Regions from separate parts of the Columba livia genome. Here region 1 is linked to region 2. A link is a contact called in public Hi-C data. All regions are on one chromosome and are shown on one strand. The core of a region is the stretch at or near the end of the contact, and the rest is flanking DNA. Distances in the headings are between cores, read along the strand shown.

The links. Hi-C and Micro-C count contacts between places; a contact is called where the count stands out from the background.
Region 1: a contact with region 2 is called in a Hi-C map of crop, with 1.6 times the contacts expected there. The contact joins the promoter of MRPS18A here to the enhancer-like site in region 2. A contact is called at or near these places in 2 of 2 Hi-C or Micro-C datasets (crop and liver).

The regions. Positions count from the first base shown.
Region 1 is chr3:87,270,091-87,276,218 of bColLiv1.pat.W.v2, reverse strand. MRPS18A (mitochondrial ribosomal protein S18A) reads left to right here and starts at 1,728. Exons shown (of 6, transcript XM_005503796.3): 1 at 1,728-1,938; 2 at 2,123-2,154; 3 at 5,608-5,712. The coding sequence starts at 1,839. The region is part of intron 4 of RSPH9 (radial spoke head component 9); the gene reads right to left.
Region 2 is chr3:87,238,933-87,244,651 of bColLiv1.pat.W.v2, reverse strand. The region is part of intron 4 of RSPH9 (radial spoke head component 9); the gene reads right to left. Among named protein-coding and RNA genes, the nearest start is that of RSPH9, 9.3 kb to the right of the region's middle. Within about 2 kb of position 3,376, at least 2 of the 3 cell types and tissues checked have an H3K27ac peak away from gene starts, as active enhancers do.

The DNA.
Region 1 (6,128 bases), core at 479-2,978, 33 kb before region 2:
TTGAATTCCTTTAGAGGCAGCATTTATTTGAAAGCGAGGCAAGCAAGAGGAGTCCTCACTGAATCTGAACTATCACCATGCTGCTGATCTCTCCCTGTCTGACCAAAAGCCATCGTGCTGCTTAACTGCATCGAAAGTCCTATGACATGGAAAAGCTCTTGAACAGCCCCTAACCCTCTGACTACACATCTTTACCACAGTGAGCCAGCCCTGTGCTTACCAACTGTTGGTTTCTGTCCCGTGAAGAGAGTCAACCCTTTAGTTTTCCCCATCATGAGAGGCCAGGAAGCCAACAGAAGAAATTGCATTCAATTTAAGGCATTGAATAAACTCTCCTGTCAGGTTGTTGCAGCTAAACTCCTTCCGCTAGAATAAAACCCTCTATGTAAAGAAAACAAAATAAAACACAAGCACCTCATAAAAATGTGACATCACTACACCACTGAGCCTAGCAATGTTCCTTCTCCTCATAAGGAAGTTATCCTTAGACTGGATGGAAGTAAATATTTTGTTTGGCTCTTATGTTTAAGCTTTTGGACAAGCTAAAGATCGCCCTGTTTCTAGATATCATTATATAGCATAACACGTCGAGAAAGGAAGAAGTCTCTTCTGGCAAGCCTTCTTGCTCAATTTGTTCTCTGAATAACTGGGATGGCCCTATTTTCATTGCTTGGCACGGAGCACAAGAGCCTGGACAGGAGCCCTGCCTTCATTCCCACTTCTTTGGAAAGTCCCAGAGTTGAGTGCTCAGATCTGCCACAGAGAGAGATTTGTAAACTGGACTGTAACAAGAAGCACGTATAACACACAAGAAAAAGAGGGTAGAAGATCTCCTGATACAGGAAGATCAAATTTTATTTTATATTAAATTTTATGTTTATGCCACAATTTAAATTTTACACCACATTTTAGCAAGAAACTCAGGAAAACATACAGAAGAAATCACATGAGCACTGTTGACTGCTGATGGAATAGAATGGCATGAATGTCCATCAACACACATGATTTCCAAGGGATTTTATCTCACTCCATTAGTTTTGCTTCCTGCATTTTCTAAAGAGTTGAAATGACAAAGAAAAAGCAAACAAGTACTTGGGGAAACCCCATGAATGTCCTTTGCTATCGAGTACAGTTCAACTCAACCTGAAGGATGCTTTTCGTGACGATACAGCATTACCATCTAAAATGAATGGTTTGTTGGTATCTGAAGTCCCAAGTGTCTGACACAACCCCCTCAGCTGACACCTCCAGGCCACCTTCCACCAAAGGCAGGTGGAAGAAGCTAACAGATGGGGCATGCTAAGAAAGACGATGGGAGAAGTGATCTCTCAGCAGCCTACAAGCTGCCTGAGACCATCCAACGGCAAGTGATATTAAAAGAAAAATGGAAAACATGTAAACTGGACTGCATGGTTACAAAGACAAGCTTACAGCTTGGCAACAGGTTGCTTCAAAGCTTCACCTGCCAAATTCCACGAGCCAGTGCAGGCACATGCACTGACCTCAGCACCCCTAGAAGGTACAGATATGAAACAGGCACATTGGAAACAAGCCCCTTCCCTGCCCCCCACAGCTGGGCTGAAACACCCCCTGATGAAGGAGTCACCCCAGGGCCCGTGCAAACACAGAGGCCTCTGCGCCACAATGCTGAGGCTAAACCCCCCCTTGGGCTTTCTCTCACAGAGAGAAGACGCTGGGCAGGGGAACAAAACCCCTCGCTTCCTCCCCCTTCTCAGGTGCCAGGGGCGGGGAACTGCCGCGCATCAAAATGGCGCCGGCAGAGCCCCCGCCTTCCCGCCGGCGGAAGCGAGAGTGACGGCAGCGCCGGCGACGGGAAGATGGCTGCGCCCAGCCTGCTGCGAGGGGGGTTGAGGCGGTTGTTCACCGGGCTCTTCGGAAACGCTTGGGCCTCGCCGCCGGTCCGAACCCTCCGGGAGGGTGAGTCTGAGGGTGGCCCTGGGCGCCGTGGGGCCTCTGCGGGCTGCCCCGTTGCCTCACCGCGGTCGGGAGACACGGTTGCGTTCGCTGTGTTTCACCCTCTCCCCAAAAAGTACTGTTTGATTTAGACTGCATGAGCCTCATTTTGCCTTTTTTGTTTGTTTTTTGTTTTTTTTTTCCTCAGTCGTGGAGGTGACCAAAGGCAACACGACCATAGTAAGTCCCTGCGCCCCCTCAGTCGCTGCCCTTGGCGTCGCGTCTCCCTCAGCCTCCCGCCGTGTGTCTGCCCCGCCCGAAAGAAATAAAAAGAGGGTAAAAGGGTCGCTTTTCTGCCTGAAAGACATCTCGGGGTGTGTAGGCAAAACCGAGGTAGGGGTGCATTGTAGGTATGGGTTACTAAGTGGCATGGAGGGCTTGGCTGCTGAAGGTTGGGATCGTCACTGTGTTGCTGATCACGAGTGGCTCCAGTTAGATCCACCCGTCAGTGCCAGATCCCTCGCTGAGCTCCTGGTAAGCTTGGAAGTCCTGACCAGAGGCGTTTGGAACCCAAAACACAAGAGGCAGTTCTTCAAATGGGTTCATTTTGTGAAGTGGTGGCACTTGGCATTGTCTGGAGTGTGGGCTTGCATGAAGGAGGTTTGCCCAGTCACTTTGTCACTTTGCCCTGGGCCAGCAGCCCGATGTGACATCACAGGATGGCTCTGTACTGGCTGTGTGCCGTGCATGTCACTTGCCTTTGATCTGTGTTGTGTCTGTTAATTGCTCTGTGTGTGCCGCAGTGACCACAGGTGATGCAAAGCTTGTATCTTGTAATGCACGTAGTAAGAAAAAATCCTCAGTGAAACGAGTACTATCAAAGGAAGACCTTAAATACTAAAGGAAAACTGCTCCTGAAAAGTAAACATAAGTTCTGAAGCAACTGATAAAGAAAAGCATTTTCTTAGCTGTGGTTTAAGACAGGAAGGAAGAGGCCAAAGCAGTAGAATTTGCATTTTTCTTAATTTAACACTATCTGATCTGTTGCACTTTATCAAGAGAATTGTTTTGTTTTGTTTTGATTTTAGCAGAAGCACTGAAATTATTGGGGAAGGAAAGGAGGTTGCATTATTCTGCTCACACGACATATGCCAGTAGCAATCTCTGCCTTGGCTGGAGACAGATGACAGATGTTTTTGAAAGGTGTAAATACAGTGAGGAGAGTGGAGTACAAATTATTTGGGAATAGCTAGAAGACAGTGTACTAAATGCTAATCTCTATATATAAATAATAAGAAGGTGACAGACTTTTGCTTGCTGATGAAACAGCATGAAACAGTTGTTCATGCCTTTGAAATTCTGAGTTTCCTTCTTGTCATGTGTGTATTAATGGACATTGTCACATTTGAAACCTGAATGGAGCAGGTTACTTATGTTTTAGATATATAATATCAAATAGAATATGGCAGTTTGCAAGATTTCCAAAACTGACAGTAAGTATGATGGAAAGTCTCTTTCTCTTCTCTTCAAGTGCCAAACTACTAATCTTTGCCCAGAGACCTGAAGAGAAGAGCTTGCAGGCAGGCTCTGAAGTTGTTTTAACCAAAACAAGGGGAGAGTGTGAACATAACACAACACACAGTGGATTACTTTACTTGGCACTCAGTCAGTTTCAGAGGGGATGTAAATTATAATCAAGAAGTCCCAATACATTAGCTGAGGCTTGAATAAGAAAAGGTATGCATTGCAGTAGGAGAGGTCTCTAGAAAAATAATTCTTCCTGGCCCGTTGCAGAAGCATAAGGGAGATTTGGATATTTCTACTGTATAATATCTGACATCAGCCTAGGATCCATCAGTGTCCCTAGATGAGGAAAATCTTGTAACAAATGGTGTAAATTGACCAGCTAAAGGGCTGAAACATTTCTCAACATATCCTCCGGTCATTCCATTTATCCTACCAACTCTACATTAGTCTTTTCTGGACTCATCTTTCTATGTGTCTGTGCTTTTATCAGTATTGGAGGAAGTGTTTGACATGAACCAGATGAATGAATCCCAGAGAAATCTGGACTTCATCAGCATACTGAGAATGTAGTGACCCTATATTCCTTTGTAGTTCTCTAATAGAAGAATAATAACTGAGTGAGTTAACAATATGAAAGTCCTCGGTAGGTGGGTCATAGTTGCCAAATAATGTACACTGAAATTTATTTCCAGAAAAATTGATATTGACATGGAAATGAATAAAGATTCTGAATTCTAAGATGGAATTGCAATCAAAGTACAGTCTGAAGCCAGGCTGGCAAGAATCAAGATGAAATACACTGACTCCCCAGAATATAACTTTACTAATGAATAGAAAATTATATACTGGCCTTTATTTTATATTTGTAGTTACTTTTTGGTTTTTGTAAAACTGGCTATTCTACTTGTAGAGGGAGGAATCTTACTTAAAAATTGACAGTGTTCTATCTCTTTGAGGTACTGAGATGCTTGAACTACAAAATAACTTCTCTGTTTCCATTTTGCCACCACTAGACAAGAAAGACACAAATCCATGATATAAATTAGCTCTGACAGTTCAGCTGGATGCCAGTGTCCCAAACACACTTACAGAAAATGTCATGCTTTTCTCTTCCCAGATTTTCAGGCACAGACCCTGACAGTTCAATCTAAATCAGACAGCTTTTTTCTTAAAAGTAACATTGCATCCCACCCAGGGTTTCTTTTTAAACTCTGGTGCTTGTGCTATTTGATGCTGTCAGCTGGTGTTCAAAATCTGGTTTTAATTTTAATTTGACCAGAGGAAACATCCAAAATATTTTGGAGAAAAAAAGTCTTAGTTTTATTGTCTTTTCTGTCCATTCAGCTGCAATTTGAGAAAGCTCTCATTTCTATTCATAAGTCCTCAAAAGAAGACAAGCACGTATGTAGATGGACTTCATATTCCTATTATATCTACATTTAGAAAACAAATTTCTCAAGTTCTTCCCACACAGACCTTCTGCATCTGTTTGCATGTTACTTTTGATAAAACTTGAGTGTTGAATGTCACTGCTTTGTAGTGATATAGAAAAGATTGTAAAATGATCTCCTAAAGGAATTGTTCGGGGAATTAAACTGGATGGAAAAATATTGGTGTGTTTAAATTTGAAAAAAAAAAAAATCCTAACAGCCCTTTATTAAGTTTAACTTTTGCTCAGAATTTCCCCTGTTGCTGATTTATAATCTAGCGGGCCATGGCTTGTTTTGGCCCACAATGTGCATCTGCTGTTCTGTGACATTCTCTTATTCGCAGAAAAAAATGTGTTTTAAAGCTTTTGGCTAAGGGGCCACTACAGTTTCAAGGCATAATGGTTCAAAGCAGTACTGCAATAAGTGGAATTCAGGTGACTATGAGAACTTCACACTGACTGTGAACTAGTTTACGTTTACTAAAACTTATACAAGAATTTACCAAATGGTTCTTTATGCCCATTGGATTTGTTCTTTCCCCCATAGTCATTGTATACCCAAAGTGCTTGGTATATCTTTATGTAAATGGGTTGAATAATGCAGATACTGTTCCCCTTACCTCTGCGCAATACTGGTCAATATGTTGTGGACTTGATGACAAGTATTCCTCAAGTCACAGGTACAGGTAGAGGTCCAAGCTATGCCTGATCATGATGTCCTTCAAATTGCTTCCTAGATTGAAGGGAGAATTATAGAGGATGCTGAGACACCAACTCCTCCAAACCCCTCTGGCCAGTGTCCTATCTGTCGCTGGAACCTGAAGCATAAGTACGATTACGTGGTAAGTTAAATGAAGGAGAGTTCCCCCATCCCCTTAGCTAGGTAAATATTGCTCTCAGATCTACGTTCTGTACAGCCTTCCCTTCTTGTCTTGTGCTGGATGTAGTAAAGATAGTTACACCCAAGAGAAGCAGAGATGGAGTTAACAAGAGCTTCCTACACAGTAATTGTGTGCCTTGGCTGATGGTGTTCCTGGGGAAAAAGAAGGATGAGCTCGTATCATATAGGAGGTTTGGAATGATACACATGGCTGTCTGATCTACGAAGGTCATATCTCTTTTGTGCCCAGCTTCCTTTCAGCATTGTACTTACAGGAGAAGCAAACTGGAATGCAACATTTAGTCAGCTGATTCAGACCTATTCTAACTCCAGAGAGGCCAAAAGATTTTACTAGACCAATTATATGTCTTTAAGCAC
Region 2 (5,719 bases), core at 2,127-4,626:
CCTGGGCCTTTCGTTGACACACAAAATACCTGTTCCTGCTGACAAGGAAGATCCAGGGATTGCAATGTTGTCACCGGTGCACCGTATTCAGGTGCGTCCAAGTACTAGGTGACATTCAGGCCATACTTAGACTTCTGACAACAGTGCTGCTTAATCCAGTTGAAGCAGCCTTTGCCCTCAAACCCTCATTACCCCCCCCTCATCACTCTTCCATCATACAGACCACAAAAGTTCGTATTTACTGCTCAGTGAACCAGGTCAGGGAAACAATCTAGCTGAAAAATAGTCTAGCCAAAAATAAAGTTATTTTTCCAGCTGGAATCTGGCTACACAGCCAGCAATGCCAACACAAAAGAAAGGACAATACACAGACATAAATGAGCAGCAGAGGATGGGAAGGACTGAAAAAGCTAGCACAGAAGTAATGCACATCAAATTACAGCCTCCCTTATAGCCTGGTTCGTTGGCCCTTTAGTCCTAAATCCACCTGATAATTAGAATAGAGCTAGAATCCTTTTTACTTTTCTGTTGTTGTTATTAAGAAAAAGATGCAGACTTTGCACAGAAAGTATCCAGAATAAAGATTCAGAATGGAGCTGTGCGCTAGAGGAAACAGCGAGACCATATGCAATGAAAACTTAAAAGGAGTAGGAAAACTGATTAAAATCCCTGTTATTTGGGTTCTGAAAACTGCAATACAGATCACAATACAGTATCTTGCGTCTTCTGTGGTAAATTTAGAAATCTCTCAGAATGGCAAAGCACCCTCCTTCCGAAGCACAAGTTTACGCTGGATCTCGTCACACTCCATATTTCTTGTTCAGCTAGTCGCTGTGGAAACGTTTTTGGAGCGTGCCAGGAGTCACGTAGCATCTACCTGGGGAGCCGCTGCATTAATCCGTCACCTTCGTGGGCTTCTCTGAGCCCATTGGTTGGTAGGAAGAAAAAGGAGTCTCTTGCCCCTCCCTGCTCGGAATGAAAGACGCTTCCTCTAAATCTTGCTACAGGATTTCAGGCTCAATTCAGCTTCTTTGGGGCTTTTGTCACCAAACAAATGTGATGTCTTTGAAAGAAAGATTAACAGTTTGATGAAAGGATGCAATGGACAGCTTTGTTCTAGCCCGCTTCCCCCTAGAGCTTTCGGTCACTGTCACTTTCTTACCCACGGGAGAATATCTGTCTGACTCTCAGAGGAGATTATGGCCACCTTGTAAGATTTTGCCTCTCCTGATAACAAAGCTCTGGCCACTTTGAGGAGCTGATAATGATGAACAGCGGCTGGATTAGGGGCCAAGAACCTCACATTGATCTCTGAATTCTGAGAGAACACAAAGCAGTCGATGCAGGGATTCAAAACCCACCACATACTTAGAGCACATCCAATTCACTCTCCTGCAGGAGGGGCAAGGCTACAAGCCCTGTCAGTCCCCCAGTTGTATTTCTTACCTCATCAAAGTAGCAGGGCTAGTTAAAAGGGCTTAGGACCAGGAACAGATGGCACAGATTATAAACTGTCAATATTTTCATACTAAACTAGATACAACTCTAGCCCAAATTACCTGAAGAGTTTACCAGTTTCTGAGAAGACTGTCACACTGAGCATACCACACAGCACAGCGCAGCTGTGTCAATATTCAAGCTAATTCTGAACACTGAAGATGGCTAAGCATCTTCGAGTACCTGGGATAGCCCGTCTCCGCACAGCACAACTGCTCTACAAATACACCACAGATCAACTGCCATCAACTACACACAGCCACACACCCCTTCAGCATGCAGAATTTCAATCCATGTGATATTTGTGTACAGTAAAAAAAGACAACGCCTGTTGACTCCCTCCCTGCAGAAGTTCTATGGCCAAAGGGGCAGTGAACAGCAAAGGAAAGCTATATGCAGGGCTGGCACCGATGCCAACTGCTGCACAGGAAGAACTGCCACTCCTGACATGGAGCACCTTCAGAAATAGATCACTCCTAGCAAAAGCTCACCTTGTTCTGACTTCAGTGACACACAGACTGCCCTAGGCTTTCCCCTGCAAGTAATTTTTCATCATTCCCTGGAGAAAGGGTTTGGCCAAGGCTGACTGATGTGGTTGTAACAATTTCTGGTTCTAAGAGGCTTTACCAGCATTTCCCATCAGTTCAGCAAGAAGTTCATCTCCTTTTCATGTCCAATGAACCAAGAGCTGAAATGGAGATGGGGTCGGCAATGATTTCTTTTACTGAGGAGGAAAAACTTTAAATACAATCCCTGGAAAGTTGCTATGAAGACTCAGCTTCTGTCCTCATTCTTTCATTGCAGCAGTCAGGAGGGCGAAAAACTCCACCACAGCTCTCAGTTGATGGGCAGCCCTGCTCTGGTGTAAATTCATCCAAGGCCTCTGATTAAAACAAGCCCCCTGAGGTGATACAGACCTAGGGCCCAAAAGCAGTGAATGCACTGCTTTATTATTCATAGACACAAAGCCCAAGGAAAACAGACTCCTTTCCAGAAATCAAGGCAGGCCATGGATAGCCAGTCAGAAGCTATCTGGCTCTGGAGTCCTCCTGCTGTGCTGCCACATGGGAGGTTCCAGTCTCATCTTGAACTCCTGAGCTGGCAGTGCCCCCACTGCAGGAGGGACAACATCTTGTGTTGCTCCCAGACAACTCTCTTGGGTCACTGCAGGAGTGGCCTTATAGCCTCTAAAGGCTCCCCAATCCATACATTACTAGCAAAAATGAAGAGTGTGTCTGCTTTTGAATGATGCAGGAGACATGCTTATTTGTTTGTCTATGACCACTGCATGCCTGTGGTCACTAAGGATGCTAAGAAAGCTATTGAAAAGCCCAGTGACCATTCCAAAAATTGCCTAAGCTTGGAAGGGACAGAGCCTCTTCTCCATACCTGCAGTTCAGGAGGTCAGTATACCACACACAGTCTGGAAATTCAGGCCATACCTTCTCCTCAATATGATGCTGCTCCTGGTGATTTTCTTTCTCATTTTACTTTTCTATGGTTCCCTTTTCTGTGCTCAGCACTGACAATGCTGGCACCATAGTGCACTCTGCTGGAAGGTAGCAGCTACAGCTACCCTAGAATTATTTCTAGGGATGGCTGACTTCAGTTTTACCAGAGAAATTCAGGTACCAACGCTTTAACTAGTAACCCACTGAGCCAGCTGTTCAGATCAGTTCCCACATGTGAAAGCTGACTGTTTTATGCACATGGATCTGTTTTACTCCTTCTGTACCACTGTATTATAATGCTTGTTTGTCAAAACCGCTTCTATAAATGTCAGGTAACTCCATGGGATACTGTAGCTCAGTTCCACACATAACAAGCCTAAAGATCACCTCTCCTAACCAGGAACAAGGGCAGCTGTGAGCCGTGCTAGGTATTTTGGTTTACATTTTGGCTACCTCTTTTTATCCTTGCTAACACGAAACTCTCATTCATTATGGCTCTTTTAGTTTGGATTTCAGCGAGACAGCTTGAAAAGCCTTGTCCCCGTGTGGCTCTTGGCAGGCTAAGAAGTAAAGTGCTCTTGCTCTCAGCTTTCACAGAGCTGGGGAGGTGCTGCTTATTGTTAAGCAATGAAAGAGGAGGGCTCAGGTCACATCTGTGAAATGTTAGCGGAGAAGGGAGGCTGGGTGAAAGTAGGTGGCCAGCACAGCACAGCACTCCGCTGGATTTTGCAAGGCCACTGGGGAGATAGGCAGCCATTTGTCTTAGAGCCCTGATAACAGGCCGACTTGCTCTCTGCTGGCTAGCTGGGGGTTGTAAATACCTCTGCAGACACAGGCTCTTCAAATGGCTGGAGACGGAGGCTGATAGGGGATTAATCGCGCGGAGGCGGGTCGAAAGGGAGTTAATTAGCTCTGTTAATGCATGGAGATAAAGCAGGTTTGTGTCTCCTGGCCTTCTTCCTCCCTTTCTACCTACCTTTGGGGCATCCAAGATGGGGCTACCAAAATGTCCTGTGAGAGTGGCTAAAGGAAACTGTCTCCCACTTAGAAATGCAACCTCTCCATCTTAAGGGGCCCATTAAACACCAGCTTTTGCTAAACCACTAAAGAGCGTGCTAATGAAGCTCAGAGGACAGGAGGTTAGTGTTCTAACCCCAGCTACTGTTCAGCAAGCTTACAGAAAGGCTAGTGCCCAAAGTATTCAGCCAAGGAAATAGCCACAAATGCCTTTGTAATGCTGTTTAAGGAATGCTCCAAAACCACTGCACATTCAGGTGAAGAAACAGAGCTACAAACTAAATGGCTGTCACTTCCTCCACAGCCAAAATGGTAAAGAAGGCACTGTTCTTCCTCCTCTAGCTGAATCTCGAAACAGCAAGTAGGCAAGACTCACTATGATCCATCATGCCACTGTATACCCACTTAGAATGATGCTATAAAATCTCCCAGCATTACAGAGTCAGCAATTACATCTGAGAGGTCTCGGCTCCATGGTTTACTCTCTACAATGGACAGCAATCAGTCAGGAATCTCCTCAAGTCCTCTTTTGGGCCCATCACAGTTCAGGAAGCAAAGTCAGCTGTGCTTAGAGTCACTGCCTCAGGAACCCACTGTCACCTTTTTGTTATTGTCACTGACAATAAAAAAGCCCAAGCTAAACATCACGCTCCACAGCTGTTGTCAGGTTTACAGCTAGGTGTACCAGGAAATCGTCTGTTCTGAATTCCTACATACCACTGCCCATTAAACTGAACTCAGCTACTCATGTCTGTGACTAGCATTGGGCTAAAACATAATTCCCAAGACATCCAGCATGATGATAAGACACTAAGAGCCACAGACTCATCCATTGCACTTGCTAGCTGGTAATCATTTCACTGTTCAAACTTGCACCTAATTTTTCATTTTAGTTTTTCTGGCTGTAATTTTCAGCTGCTTGTTACTGCTATACTAAATAGATCTTCAGTACCCAACACTTAAACTCCATGGAGTATTTATACAGTGTAATGCAGTCATTCTCATGTTCTTTTCCATAAGATAAACAGCTTGAACTGTTTATGTCTCTCACCAGTCCTTGAATCATTTTGTGATTCTTTTCTGCAACTCTCCAGTTTTGCAATATGCAGTAATCCAGTTCTGATTCCACTAACATAATACGCAAAAGTAAAGTCACCTCCCTGTTCCGATTTGCTATGCCCTTGTTCATAAATCCACAGATCATATTAGCCTTTTAAGTCTCAGGATCAGACTGGGAGCTGATGTTCAGTGGGTTGTGCATGGATTTCCTTTCAGAGCCTCAGCTTCCCGAACATGTCTGGCTTCCAGTCCCTGCTCTTAGATACAGAATTTTGCAGATAGCTGCATCAAAATATACTTTAAGTAAGCGCAGTTTACCAGATCTCTTTAGCCGTCTTTCCCTTGTCATAATTTGTCTCTCGGCCAATCCTTTACTTCTAGATCATTCAGAAATAAATTGAAGAATATCAATACTGGCACTGGTCCCAGCTGAAGCCCCTTCTGACCCCTTCCATAAATACACCCATCCAGTGATTTCTGAATCACAACCACTAATCAAGATAAGTTTAGGGAAATATTTCTGCAATGCTGGGATTTATTAAAGATCAGCATTGTAAGTATGCCACAAGTCTCCTGAGATAATTATTTCAGGATTAACTTATCTGGCTCTGCTATTTTCATTTTTTGATGAACAGAAAAGGTTACCTTTAGCAAATAGTCTGAAAACTGTCTGAAATAGTATTTTATTTTCTTCA